2 separate regions of the Mus musculus genome follow, and region 1 is linked to region 2. Evidence: chromatin contacts called from public Hi-C data. All regions are on one chromosome and are shown on one strand. Each heading gives the region's core, a stretch centred on a gene start, on an enhancer-like site or on the middle of the called end of the contact. The rest is flanking DNA. Distances are from core to core; before and after follow the strand shown. Region 1 holds the start of Rims4 (regulating synaptic membrane exocytosis 4). Region 2 overlaps Rims4 (regulating synaptic membrane exocytosis 4).

The links. A called contact is a pair of places that touch in the nucleus more often than the background predicts.
Region 1: a Hi-C map of cerebral cortex shows a contact between it and region 2, with 2.1 times the contacts expected there. The contact joins the promoter of Rims4 here to the enhancer-like site in region 2. A contact is called at or near these places in 1 of 39 promoter capture datasets (embryonic stem cells), 9 of 484 Hi-C or Micro-C datasets (the N1E-115 cell line, cerebral cortex, embryonic stem cells and 3 more), 4 of 115 datasets of contacts at active chromatin or transcription factors (embryonic stem cells and neural progenitor cells) and 3 of 9 other capture datasets (adipose tissue, liver and pancreatic islet).

What each region holds. Positions count from the first base shown.
Region 1 is chr2:163,914,574-163,920,889 of GRCm38.p6, forward strand. It overlaps Rims4 (regulating synaptic membrane exocytosis 4), which reads right to left and starts at 4,400. Exons shown (of 6, transcript NM_183023.2): 1 at 4,014-4,400. The coding sequence starts at 4,110. It overlaps Gm35886 (a long non-coding RNA gene), which reads left to right and starts at 4,494. Exons shown (of 3, transcript XR_375201.3): 1 at 4,494-5,621.
Region 2 is chr2:163,873,646-163,880,231 of GRCm38.p6, forward strand. It overlaps Rims4 (regulating synaptic membrane exocytosis 4), which reads right to left. Exons shown (of 6, transcript NM_183023.2): 2 at 5,449-5,587. Among named protein-coding and RNA genes, the nearest start is that of Kcnk15, 23 kb to the left of the region's middle. Within about 2 kb of position 1,461, at least 22 of the 459 cell types and tissues checked have an H3K27ac peak or open chromatin away from gene starts, as enhancers often do. A contact at or near this core is called in the N1E-115 cell line, cerebral cortex, forebrain and 1 more, where this site is marked.

The DNA of each region.
Region 1 (6,316 bases), core at 3,150-5,649, 44 kb after region 2:
AGTGACTGGTCTGTGGATGTACTACAAATAAACCAATTAGAAAGAAGAGGAAAAACGATAAGCCAGAATGCTCCCCACCTTCATCTTGCTCCCGAGCCCCTGAAAGACCCACCTTTTAAACACTTCAAAGGAGGGCCCAGCTCTACCTCTATAAACTACCACGCTATAAAATTAGCCGATTAAAATAATGACAGTTAACATTTTAAGAAACAGGATTTTCTTTTCCCAGATGCACAGGAGCCTTCTTTATGGCCATGCTCAGAGACAACTCTCACTTGTTAACAAGACAGACTGGAACTAGCACGTATTGAGACCTACCAGGTACCTACCTATCCAGGTACCGTGCTAAGACTTTGCATAGCAAGCAGCATAATTAAAGGCAAGTGTGCTTGAATCAATTTGTCCAGATTTAAACCCTAACTCCCTCACTTCCTGGCAAAGCAACCTTGAAGGACTTGCTCTGCCTAGACCTCAGGTTTTGTTTTTTTTTTTTTTTAATCTGAAAATGAGAATGTTATACAGGGTATTAATTTTATGGCGAATGTTATGAGGGAAGATTAAAATAATGCATTTTTAAATACCTAGAAAGACATGCAGTGCAAGGTAATTTTTAAAGCATTGACCCATTGGAGTCTACTGGGAGCACTGTTGTTTTTCCTCCTCATATAGGTGAGGAAAACAGGGTCACATGTCTAGCTCCTCCCCACTCTAGCTGTAAACCCATGGTCAGTGAGGCTGAGCAACAAAAGACATGGCCACAAATATCCCAAGTGTCCCTGAGTGCCTGCCTCTCTAAAGCCCCAGCGTCCTTGGGAACAAGGCAAAGCACTAGCAACATCTGAGAGGGATCCAGAATATCAGAGGCAAGATTCCTCCTGACGGGCACTGTGGTGGCCTGTGGTGATCCTTTCCCTGGGAGCCAGAGGAAGAGAAGCCAGCCTCTTCTTCCTACCCCACCGCCCGACACTCCTAAGTCCAAAGCAGAGATCTGCTCTGCCCCGTTTAAAGCTAACAAGAAGTCTCCTCCTCAGCCTATGACTCAGGAAGCTAGCTGGAGACAGCACGAGAACCTTGAAGATGGCTCTGGCCTCATCCAATGGATGGGGGAAAGATTGTGTCGACATGAGTTGGAAGCAGTAACTAAAGGGGAGGCTCTCGTGTGAGCCTGAAGCCTGTCAGGGACACACTTCAGAAATGGAGCCGCCAAGGACAGACAGTAAAAAAGGGGCCAGCAGGAGAGAGGAGGAAGCCAGAAGAGCCAAGTCTGCGCGGATCGCCTCTGGTTAGGCCAACCCCTGTGCAGGACCCCGGGCCCTAGTCTACAGTCTTTAGAAATTACTTCAGCTCAGTGCTGTTTTAAAGAAAATAAACCCAAAAGGTTTCTTTTAGGAGAAAATGAATGAGACGATCAAGAGAAATTAAACACCCAGACAATGGTCCTTACTTCCAACTTCCACCAACGCTCCTGATTATTCTTCTGGAGATGGAAGCAGACTTTCTCCCTGTACCTCCCAAGCTCCAGGGAGTCACAGGGATGGGCAGAGAGGGAGCCTGAGATGTCCAAACAGAGCCCTGAGCTGCCAACTGCTCCCCAAGGCCTCCTCACCTGGGAACCATTTTCTGCACAGTGAGATCTGGCTTTTTTTTTTTTTTTTTAAATCCTCCTCCAGCAAGAGAAGCCACTGGTGTTCTGAAGAGAGCCAAGATCCTAGTTCTGCTCTCAGCGTTGTGCAGGAGACACCAGATGACCTTGGCTTACACATGCATGCACATAGACAAATACATACCTCCCACCAGGGCCTCGGTCATCTATACACCTAGCCTCATATACACAACCCCCACCCCGACAGGTTTGGGGCCCAGGAGGGCTGAAGAAGGTGATCTCTAGGTCTCTTACAAGTGAAACCTAAGAACTGGAAAAAGCTTGCTTAGAAGGGGGAATTAGACTGAGGGTTAGAAATTCTGTTAATAGCATCAATGAAGTTGTCTTTGACTCAACTGAAACCTAAAGCAGGTCCGGCAATAAGAGCCAAGGTGTCCGGCCCACAATGAGCGCAGCATGACTTCGGAGAAAAAGCCTGTCTCAGTTGCTCCTACACACCTGTGTTCCTTGCCCTCCCACCCAGCTGGTCTCTTGAGACACAAGTAAGTGGCCGGAGGAACTTTGGGAGAGGGCCCTGCCGGCTCTATCTTCACAGATGCTCCAAGACTCCCCCTACCCTAGCTCCCATCCCTACAGCCAGCCTGATCTCCTCTCTCTGAGTTGGCTGCAGTAGAGGCCACTGCATCAGGGACCCCGCCCCGATTCCACCTCACCTGGTCTTGCTTAGAATATGGATAACTCCTCAGCTCTATGACTGGGAAGCTGAGCTCCCGAGCCTCAGGTATTTGGTCTGTGAGATGGTGAAACCATAGGCTGCATGGGTAACAACCATCTTAACTCCCAACTCCTACCTCCAGGTCAGGAGAAAAATTCCGTCAGGTGCTGGCCCTGACTGTTACCATTCCCTCACCGCCTGGCTCTGGGGGACTTTCTTCTTCCTATCTGTCTTCCTGTAAGTGACAGCCCATCACCCACCACTCCATCCCATAACAGAACCAAGACAGAAAATGCCAGCAGGCAGGGAGTAGAAACCTGAACTCTTGAATTCCCTAAACTGTAACATTTTGGGGTAGTGCATACATGATTTTTTTTCCTCTTAAGAGTTAATCTGTATTTTAATCAGTATTGAACCCACTTGTTCCTACACACACACAACACACACACACACACACACACACACACACACACTCCTCTTTCCCGCCCGCCACTTCTTCATTGACTTCAAATATTCCCAAATTATCAGTTCAAAAACCATTTCATTCCACCCTCCCACCACACAGCATCAGAGGCAGTGTTATCTGCACTTCCTGATGAAGAAACTGAGGCTCAGGTTGGCATGATTTGCCCAAGGTCACAGCTTATTCGGAGGGAATAAAGACTGGAATCGGACTCTAACTCCCAATCTTGGCACTCTTTGGGGGAACTCTCACCCAAACCTTCTAGGTACCCCCACCTGTTGTTGGATTTTCTTCTTTACCCCAAACCAAACTCACTGCTCTCTGTACCCTCTGCCTGGTCCCAGTATCCACGAGCTGGTTTCCTCTCTACCCCTGGACTGTGGCTACCAGTTTTTTTGTGGTGTGTGTGTGTGTGTGTGTGTGTGTGTGTCCAGGCCTAGAAGCAGGTTCGAGTTGCAGGTCCACAGCTGGGTTCAGCCCACCCAGAAAGGCCACTCCAGGGACAAGAACACCTGAAGTCAGGGGCACACACTGAAGGGTAGCACTGCTGTAGTTAGCACTTACACTGCCTTGCACCTCCTTGGGGAGGAAAGACCAGCAGACCCCGGACCAGTTATGTGCGGCTCCCCAGAATCTGACAAGAGTCTGGAGCCCCAGCCTGTGGGGGAAGGGAATGGAGAAACAAATCGGGACACTCAAGGCTTTGGCCTTTGAACAAGGGGGTCTTGGGCAGGGAGCCTCTGGATGCAGCTAAGACAAAGACCTCGGAGAGGTCAGGTCTATGCGCCGCTTCCAACGACCAGGGGTACGTCGGAAGACCAGGGGTGAAGCGGCCTAAAACCCGAAATCTGACTAGGGGGCATATACCAGACTTGGGTAGTGGCAAATCCTGTTGAGAAACAAGTCAGGGAGGGGGTCGCGGGGGAATCCTGCAGGTGCATATAAATAGGGAGACTTGGGTCCAGGCGACCCAAGGGCCCACTTGCGCAAGAAGGACGAGTGCAGATGCTCAAGGGGTCCCTGGGGCGCAGGAGGGGGGACAGGACCAGAGCTCCTCCTAGACTCCTGGGGTCTTGAGGGAGTGGGAGGGGCCCCTGGGTATCTATCCGAGTGGGACCGAGAGTGCAGCGGAGACAGTGGCCGCCTCTCTCGGGCGCTCCGGGTCCCCGAGGGTCCCTGGCTTCTGGACCGGGAGACAACCCCCCGGGGTGGGTGGACCGCAGCGCGCTCACCTGCGTCCTCATCATCGAAGGAGTTCATGCACGGGAAGTAGATGGCGAGCGCCTCGAAGGAGGCGGACAGGCTGAGGCGGCTCTGCGAGCGCTCCATGCCCGCGCCCGCGCCAGGAGCCTCGGCCGCGGCGGCGGCGGGCGGCTTGGGCAGCTTGGCCGCCCCATTCTTGACGCGGAGTACGGCGCGCGGCGTGGTGGCGGCGGCCCGGGGCTCCGCGGGCAGGCGGCGGGGCTGGTGGCCGGGCGCAGAGGGCCGGACACTGGCGGCGCGTGGAGCCCGAGACGCGAGGTGCTCGCGGCGGTGGCGGCGGCGGTGGCGGAGGCAGTGGCGGTGGCGGCGGTGGTGGCGGTGGTGGTGGTGGTGGCGGCGGCGGCGCAGCGCGCTCTGGCCCGCGGCGTCCCCAGCCTGCTTGCCGCGCGGGGCGGGCCGCAGCCGAGCTCCGCAGCCAATCGCCGAGGCCCGGGGGAGGGGGCGCCGCGGGCGGGGCTTGGGAGCCGCGAGGGTGCGGGCTGCGCCGCCACCGCTGCCGCCGCTGCCAACCGGGCAGGTGCACGAGCCCGCCGCAAGGCTGTCTGCGCCCGGCTGCTGCGGCTGAACCTCCGGTGCCCGCTCTGACCCGTGACTGTGAGTCCTCAGACTCACTCCAGAGGCAGGTGTCCAGTAACCCCGATTCATGCAGGCCTCACCCAGATACCCTGAGGCTCCCAGAGGGACACAGTCCAAGAAATCCAAGAAACCTGCATTCACCCACAAGCACCCACAAGGATGTATTCGCTCGGCAAGAGAGATCTCGGACTCCCTCACACTCGGGGACAGAGGGACACCTGGACAAACACCTTCACGGATACCTGAACAGACAGACACTCTATAGACACACAGTGACTCTTTCTGACATAGGAGCAGATATACCCACTGGCAACTTCAGAGGGTACACAGAGACCTGCAGAGTCACAGGGAGCAACAGGCGGGCAGGACATGTCCTCCCACATATTGGAGACCCTCAGACCCCACAAACCCCACAGAAGTTTGGACAGACACACACCTTTTCGTGCACCCACACTTGCTTGCAGACATATCCTGGGAGTCTCTCACAGAGAGGGAACATTAGCACCCCTCCTCCTGTAGTGATCTGTCCCCAAAACTGGGACAGTCACCCTCAGAACACTCATACCTATAGACACAGCCGTACAGACTGAGTCACTCACAGGGATGGATTCATTCTGGTGCACAGACACCCTCAGACTCAAGATCCTGAGACATTGCTGCAGGCTTACACTGGCACACACTCTCAGACACATCCTGATGCCCATGGTCCCCCGATTCACACCCATAGGGACAGATTATCAGAGCCTGGGTATAAAGAGATACACTCAATTGCAAACCTCCTCTGCCCTCCAAACCTGAATGACCAGAGGTCCACTCTACCAGCAGAAGCAGCAATCCTTTCTAATTGCTCTCCCCCTCCCGTGAAGCAGCCCTCTGAAATGGCCTCAGGAAAGGACTGCTCAGTCCCTCCTTTCCGAGGGACCTAGAGGGAGCCCCTCCATCTCACTAACCTACTTCTTCATCGGAGCGATGACAGCAGGAACCCTCTGTTTTGGATGGTTGTGAGTATTTATTTTCTGTTCATTCATAGCCAACCAAGAGGCTTAAAAGCAACAGACCTTTATTAGTGTGCAATCTGTCTAGATTGTAAGTCTGTGCAGCTGAGCTGGGTTCTCTGCTTAGAATGTTACAAAGTATTAGCGAGGGGTGGCTTGTCACTGCCGGCTTTGGAGAAGAGTCGGATTCCATGATGATTCAGGTGCCAGCAAGATTCAGTTCCTTGCAAATGTAGGACTGAAGTCCGTGTGTGCTGGCATCTCAACATCTGCAAATGGTCCTGGGCCCGTACACATGGGCTCTCCATCTTCAACGCTACCACAGGACTGACAGGCCTTTCTCATCCTCCCCTCTCTCTAACTCCCTGCTGGGTTGTCCCCCAAAGGGTACCCCCTCCTTTATCCTTTATGTCGTCTTGTAACTTGATCACGGCGGTGATGTCTTTCCCTAGTTCCACACAGTCAAAGGGAATTATGTAAGGGTAGACTAGGTCCTTGGACCAATTCTGTCCCCTCGCTGAGTACCTGACACAAAGGGGGTGCTACTCGAGCCTCTTCCCCTTTCCAGGAAGCCAACTCTGACCTTGAGAGCAATAGAAGTATGAGAATGTTCTGCTCGTAGACACCCCAGAACCTCACTCCTTCTAGTCATTCAGACACCATACATCTCCGAGCGCGTTCTCTTCTCTCTCTCTCTCCTC
Region 2 (6,586 bases), core at 211-2,710:
GAGACTTGCAGGAGTCCAGGCAAGAGCAATGGGCACCTCAGCTCAGGCCCCCTGTGGATGGGAATGGGAGAAATGGATGGTTCAAGAGACAAAATGGGCACATCACTGTGGATTAGGGAAGGAATATAAGAGAGGGTCTCTGCTGGGGTAGCTGGAAGGTCGGGGTCCTGTGCACTAAGTGGGGTAAGCTCTGCTGAGCTATCTGCCATTCCTAAGGCGATCCCCTATGTGCCTCTGCCCATGTTTCCTGAACCCTAAAGAATTTCCCTATCCCCTCAACCACACACATATTAGCACCTACACTTACATATTCACACATACACACACATATACACCTATACCACATACACACATGTATACACACATACCTAGACACACATACCTATAACATGCCCTCACACACACACACACACACACACACACACACACACATACACACACACACACACACAGTGAGTCACAGCGAGGAGTCCTGCTGAGAGGTGGCAGGAGGCTGCCCCATGCTGGCTACCAGGCTGCCCTTCAGGACTGAGCTGCCCATGGGGGAAGTTAACATCACACAGCACACACACTGAACTCCTCTTGTCCAGTCTCTGACACTGTTTTCCAGAATCAGGTCTCAAGTAAACCCCTTCCAACTGAATTCACAGGTGAGGTCTGAGACCATTGGTTCTGAGAAAACCCAAAGCGAGGTAGACAGGCAGGCAGGAAGCAGCTTAGGACTGGAGGCAGGAGTGGTGTGTGTGTGTGTGTGTGTGTGTGTGCGCGTGTGTTATAGGTATGTGTGTATAGATGTGTGTATGTGATACAGGTGTATATGTGTGTGTCTATGTGTGAATATGTAAGTGCAGGTGTGGGTGCTGGTATGTGTGTGTGTGTTATAGATATATGCATCTAGGTATGCATGTTTAGATGTGTGTATGTGGTATAGGTGTGTCTGTGTGTCTGTGTGTCTGTGTCTCTGTGTGTGCTATCCTCAGGGCCCTTGACCTCTAGCCTGTGCCCTTTGTCTGAGTGAGATGACCTTGCTCTGCCTTTAGCCCCTCCATCCTTAACAAGCAAATCTCCAATTTGGGATGCATCAGAAAGGGGACTTGTAACAGGAAGTTCTTTCCAAGCTCCAGAGGAAAACACATGGGATGTAGAAGGGGAAGATGGAGGGACTTTGCGTCTATGGTGGCCTTGCCGGCTTCCCAATCCACCAGCATCATCTGCCTCTAGAAATATTCATGCATGCAACAATGTAACGAGAGAAGGGGGTGAGTGTAATTGGGCAGATGCCTGCATGTGAATCTCAGCTTGGCTGCTGCCTGGCCCTGTGACCTTGGGCAAACTACCCCCTGGCATTTTCTCATCTGTAAGAGGGGCTATTAGCATTCATCCCACCATCCCGCTGTTGTGGGGGATTAAATGAGTCAACACAGGTCAAAGCCCTTGGCACAGTGTCTGCACAAAGCTCTCGACAGCATTCACATGGCTGCTACGGCCATTAAGCCAGGGCGTCCTGACAGTGTGCACACAGACCAGCTGGGGATCTTGGTGTCATGGATTCTGACTATAGTTGTGGACAGGGTCAGAAGTTATGTATTTCTAACAGGCATCCAGAGACTGCTGCTGCTGCTGCTGCTGCTGCTGCTGCTGATAATGTTGGCCTGCAGTTCATACTTTAAATAGCAAGGGATGAAGCCACTGTCCACTGGGATTTTGTCACCTGCAGCCCACAGCATACTCACTGACCGAAGTCTAAGCTCTTAGTATTTCTGTATCTTGAGACCGGCTGGGATCACAGCTTGGCCACTATCTTCACACCTGCCTTTTGTATCTGTTTCTGGTTGACTGGCCAGTGCCCTGTGGTGTCAGGACACACAATTTCTACGGTGGCCAGCCCAGCTGTCTGGCATACTACAGATGCCTAATCACACATGTTCACACGGAACCCCACACGGGCGGGCCCTTTGCCTGTAGATGCCTGTGCTCAGTGGCCCACCCCAGCAGTGCCAGGACCAGCAGCTTCTCAAGTGAGGCTGTCTCCCTGTGAGCATCTGGGAGGCTGGCATGAGACCAAGGGGTGGGAGGAGGGGAGGGCACTCACACCCCTTCCTGTTTCAGAGCCTGGCAGCTGGGTCCAACCAGCTCTCTGAATACCTAAGGACCAGAAGAAGATGGCCATGGCTGAATCGTCCCCTGTCCCCTCTTCATCCAGGGGCGGGGTGAGCTGGCAGCACCTGGCCTCTGACGAGATCGAATCCCTTCTAGGTCTCTAGAGGGTGTTCATTCTGGGGTGGCCAAGTAGGCTGCTGATGCCAACAAAAACACAAAGCCCCTCCACCTCTCTCCTTTCAGACTCAGCAGACAGCATATTAGAGTAGCCATGTACTGCTTATTTTCTGGCCCCCCTGCTGGAACCAGTATCTTCCAGACCTTTGATCCTTCTTCAGATTGGCTCAGCCTCCCCAAACTTTTAGTGGCCACTAAGAGCCACTGCCTGCTGGGCCCTCACTTGTGCTCTGGAGACTGGTTTGTATCTGGGATGGCTCACCTTATCTGCTAGGAGGCAATTGACCTGAAACAGCAAATCCCACAGCTCACGGTGGCTGGGTTAACAATGAACAGCACTGACAGTGAACACCATCCGTGCTAGCCATGTGCTGGCCACCGCTCTAGGTGCTTCTCATACATTACTCACCCTCACTACTGCTCTCTGCACTGCCCCCATTACCTACCCCCTTTCTACAATGGAGAAACTGGGCTCAGAGAGGAGGTAACTCTGCCAAAGCTGCATGGCCGCTGAGAAGCATCACCCAGAGCCCAGGGCTGCCTAACTGCTGAGTCTGTTTGACCCTGACAGTTGGACTCTCTGGTCCCTGGAAGCATATTCAAGCAAACAAGCCCCGAGCTCCAAACCCACGAGCAGGCAGAGCCTCTTTCCTTCATCCTAACATCCTCTTACTATGCTTCCCCTGTGGGAGTCCTGTGATGGGCTGAGCTCTCCTTTTCTCTTCTGTGATGTAGGACCACAGCTTCGATGTGCCTGCTACCATCTACAGCACCACACTGCTTCCCACGGACCTGGCTCGTTTAATCTCCAGAGCCCTACATAATGTCTTCTGAGCTAGAGGTCACATTCATCCAAGGACAGACACCCAACATGGAAGTACAAGACTGGGCCTCAGGCCTCCTGGGTGGGACTGGCACCTGAGAGAAGGAAGGGCATTGCTCCCAGGTGCCCAGATCTCTTCCTCCAAGCCCAGCCATGTGGTTATAAAAATGCAGGCCATTTCCCCTCCTCTTCCCCCTCCAGTTTCTCCTTCTCTCTCTTCTGCTGTCCACCCCTCTTCCCTCCCACAGGAAAGTGTCCCTGGAGGTGGGCGGAATAGAAGCTCTGCCAACTCCAGGCCCATTCATAAGGGCTGAGCTGCCCGGTATGGGAGGGGTGAGGGTGGGGTGAGGGGACAAGGCTTTTAGCCAGCAGGAGCCCAGCTGAGAGGCAGGGCATAGATGAAGGGCAGAGGCTGAGCTCCACGTTGGCTGGAGTCTGCACCGAGTCCACAGCGGAGAGGGGTAAGCCACTGAGCCAGTGCAATCCTGCAGAGCCCTCTGTGAAGACGAAATGCTGTTGTTTCCTGCCTTACTCAACACAGCTGCCACGAACCACGTGCTGCCACCAGCACTTGAATACACTTCGCATCACGGGAGCAGGATGGTTTATTTTAAAATTTCAGCTCCTTTACATCTGCATAGCCATGTGCAGCAGACGCCTATACAGACAGACAGACAGACGGACAGACGGACAGACAGACAGACGACAGACAGCACAGACCTGAACTTTCCCAAGCCTCAGATTCCTCATGTGTAAGGACAGGGAATGTGACACACCAGGGCCCTTCACAGCCTCAGGACAGTTGGAAAGGTAAAGCAATGTGGTAGTATAGAGTGAATTCCAACTGGGAGTCAGAACTCCTGAGTTCCAGATAGGAGTGGCTCTGTGGCCAAGGCAAGCTCCGGAAACCCTGGGTACCTGCGTTCTCAGTATGGAGTTATTTTGAATCTAGTCAGGATCGGCTAAGGATGGGTATGAGGGGAATCTGAGAAGAGTAGGTTTGTGTGACTGTGAGACTCTGTGTGTGTGTGTGTGTGTGTGTCCATCAGAGGAGGCAAACACCCCAGACTTCCTAAGGCTCCCATGTGTGTGAAAGGCCCCTAGCTTAGCTGGGTTCCTCCAGAAGGCTGGAAAGCTGACTTCCTCCCAGACACACTGACTGGGTGGCTGGGACAAAGAACTCTGCCACCTGCATTCTGTAACACATCCCCAGATCCTGGTGTGCAGTCCTGAAGGCAAACCCTGGAGAGGGTCTCAAGACTTGACACACGTGAGCCTTTATCAAGCCCTGGTTCGTACTTTTAAAACCCAACTGGGACTTAAGGAACTAAAGAAAAGGAAATAATGAGGACGTCCTGCCGAACCACAGTGACTCCTTTCCCTGGGTAATCTACCAGCACTGGTATACAGCAGGTGCCAAGCACTGTCCTCTGTTCTTTCTACATATTAACTCAGGATTATACAGATTGAAAATACTTTATCCTCATAATGTCTGTGTCTTAGGTTGGTTTTCCTCGTGTTCCTGTGTCACAAGCAACTTAAGGGAGAAGAGTCGACTTCAGCTCACGGTTCAAGGGTACAGACCACCACAGCAGGAAGTCACGTGGTGTCCACAGTCAGGAAGCACAGGGCCATGGCTGCCAATGATCAGCTAGTGCTCTCTCTCTCTCTCTCTCTCTCTCTCTCTCTCTCTCTCTCTCTCTCCTTTCAGTAAGGGTCTTACTATATAGCCTTGGCCGTCCTGGAACTCTGCAGACCAGGCTGGCCTCGAACTCATAGAAATCTTCCTGCCTCTGCCTCCCAAGTGCTGTGACTAAAGGTGTGTGCTAGCATGCCCAGCCTCAGCTGTCTCCTTTTTAATGGAGTACATGACCTACACCCAAGGAAGGGCACTGCCCACTTTGAGTGTGGGTCTTCCCAATTCAATGAACCCAACTGATATGACCCTGACCCTGACAGGCAGCCTAGAGACTAAATGACTCCTTATAGATGTGCCTGGAGGTCTGTCTCCTAGGTGATCCTATATCCTGTTAAATTGACAGCTAACATGAACCGTCACAAGCCCAAGGTAGTTGATGTAATCCCTTCCTTTTGCAGATGGGGAAATAAATTCAAGGATGTCCCCTGTTCACGGTCACACAGCTCTAAAATAGTAGGGATTATGAAGCATAAAACCTAGGCTCACTGGTTTCTTCTGAAGGCCCTGGAGGCTTAGGCAAAAACCCACCAGCCCAAAGAACCCAGACCAAGGAACCAGGGTACTTGCAGGGAGGGGGTGCTGCTCAACCCTCTTTCCCCCACTGATTGGGGACAGGAAGGCTTCAGGGAGGTGCAGGAGCCATACTTACTTGCCCTCTGAGCCATAGCTGTTCATGCTGTCCTCGATGGACTCATGGCTGGCTTGGCGGAGCGTCCGGCTGGGCATCTCCACGGCCAGTCCCGTCTCTGTGCTTCTCTGGATGGCACCCTTCAGCCTCCGGCTGTCTGCTGTTGAGCATGGGGGCCAAGAGAGGTAGGGAGAGACATGCAGTGGGGGTTGGGGGGAAGGGACAGAGAACGAAGTTGTCTGGTTAGTGCTTCAGCAGCTGTGGGCAGTGACACATCAGCCCTAGTCGGGCCCACCAATGTCCTTGATCCCTCTGGCTCACCTGTGCCCACTCTCCCTGGGGAACAAGGCGCTCTTCACAGCCACCCAGCCAGCACATAGCATTGTCTCCAGCTTTGTTAACTGCTCTGCTTCTTTACACATTTTCTCCCCTGCAGTTTTCTCCGAATACCCCTTGCTCTCTACTGATAGCATCTTAAGCACCTACTATGGGCCATACTCTTTCAGTTGCTCTGCAGGGTTCAGGCCAGGGCTTCTCCATGCCAGGGTGACTGTGGGTGGCATCCTGCCATGTCTCCACTAGATGCCTAGTAGCAACCCTGTGCCAACCAAAATGTCTGCAGACACTGCCAACCACCCCCTAGAGAACAGATTCACCCTCACTGGTAACCACTAAGATCACTGGTTTTAAAGGCACATGGCTGACTCAAATCCTGAATGCATCTCCCATTAGCTAAAAAGCACAGGAATTGCTCAGTATCCCCGGGGCTCTGTTTATTTATCTGTAAAATGGGAGCACTGCAGGGTTGTTATCAGACAAAATGGCCTTTGAGCTTGGCATTCCTTCCCATCATGCCTTTCCTGTCCAACCACTCACTCCTTTGCCTCCATCTTGTGATACAACACTCTCTCACAGAAGGCCCCCTGTGAATTCCCATCAGCCCCTCCACAGCCAGCCTGTTCTCTATTTCTTCCTGGTGCTGACCACGCAATGTGGTACGGGTGTTGGCTTTCTATGGGCCGGCTTCCACAAAGGCGTGTTCACCAATGGGAGCCTCTGAGCCAGGAATTGTGGTGAGTTCACTGGGGGCTCTTCAACTGATGACTGCTGGATAAACCAGTGTCCCAAGTACCCCTTGAAGCTGAGGTTCCTATCAGTA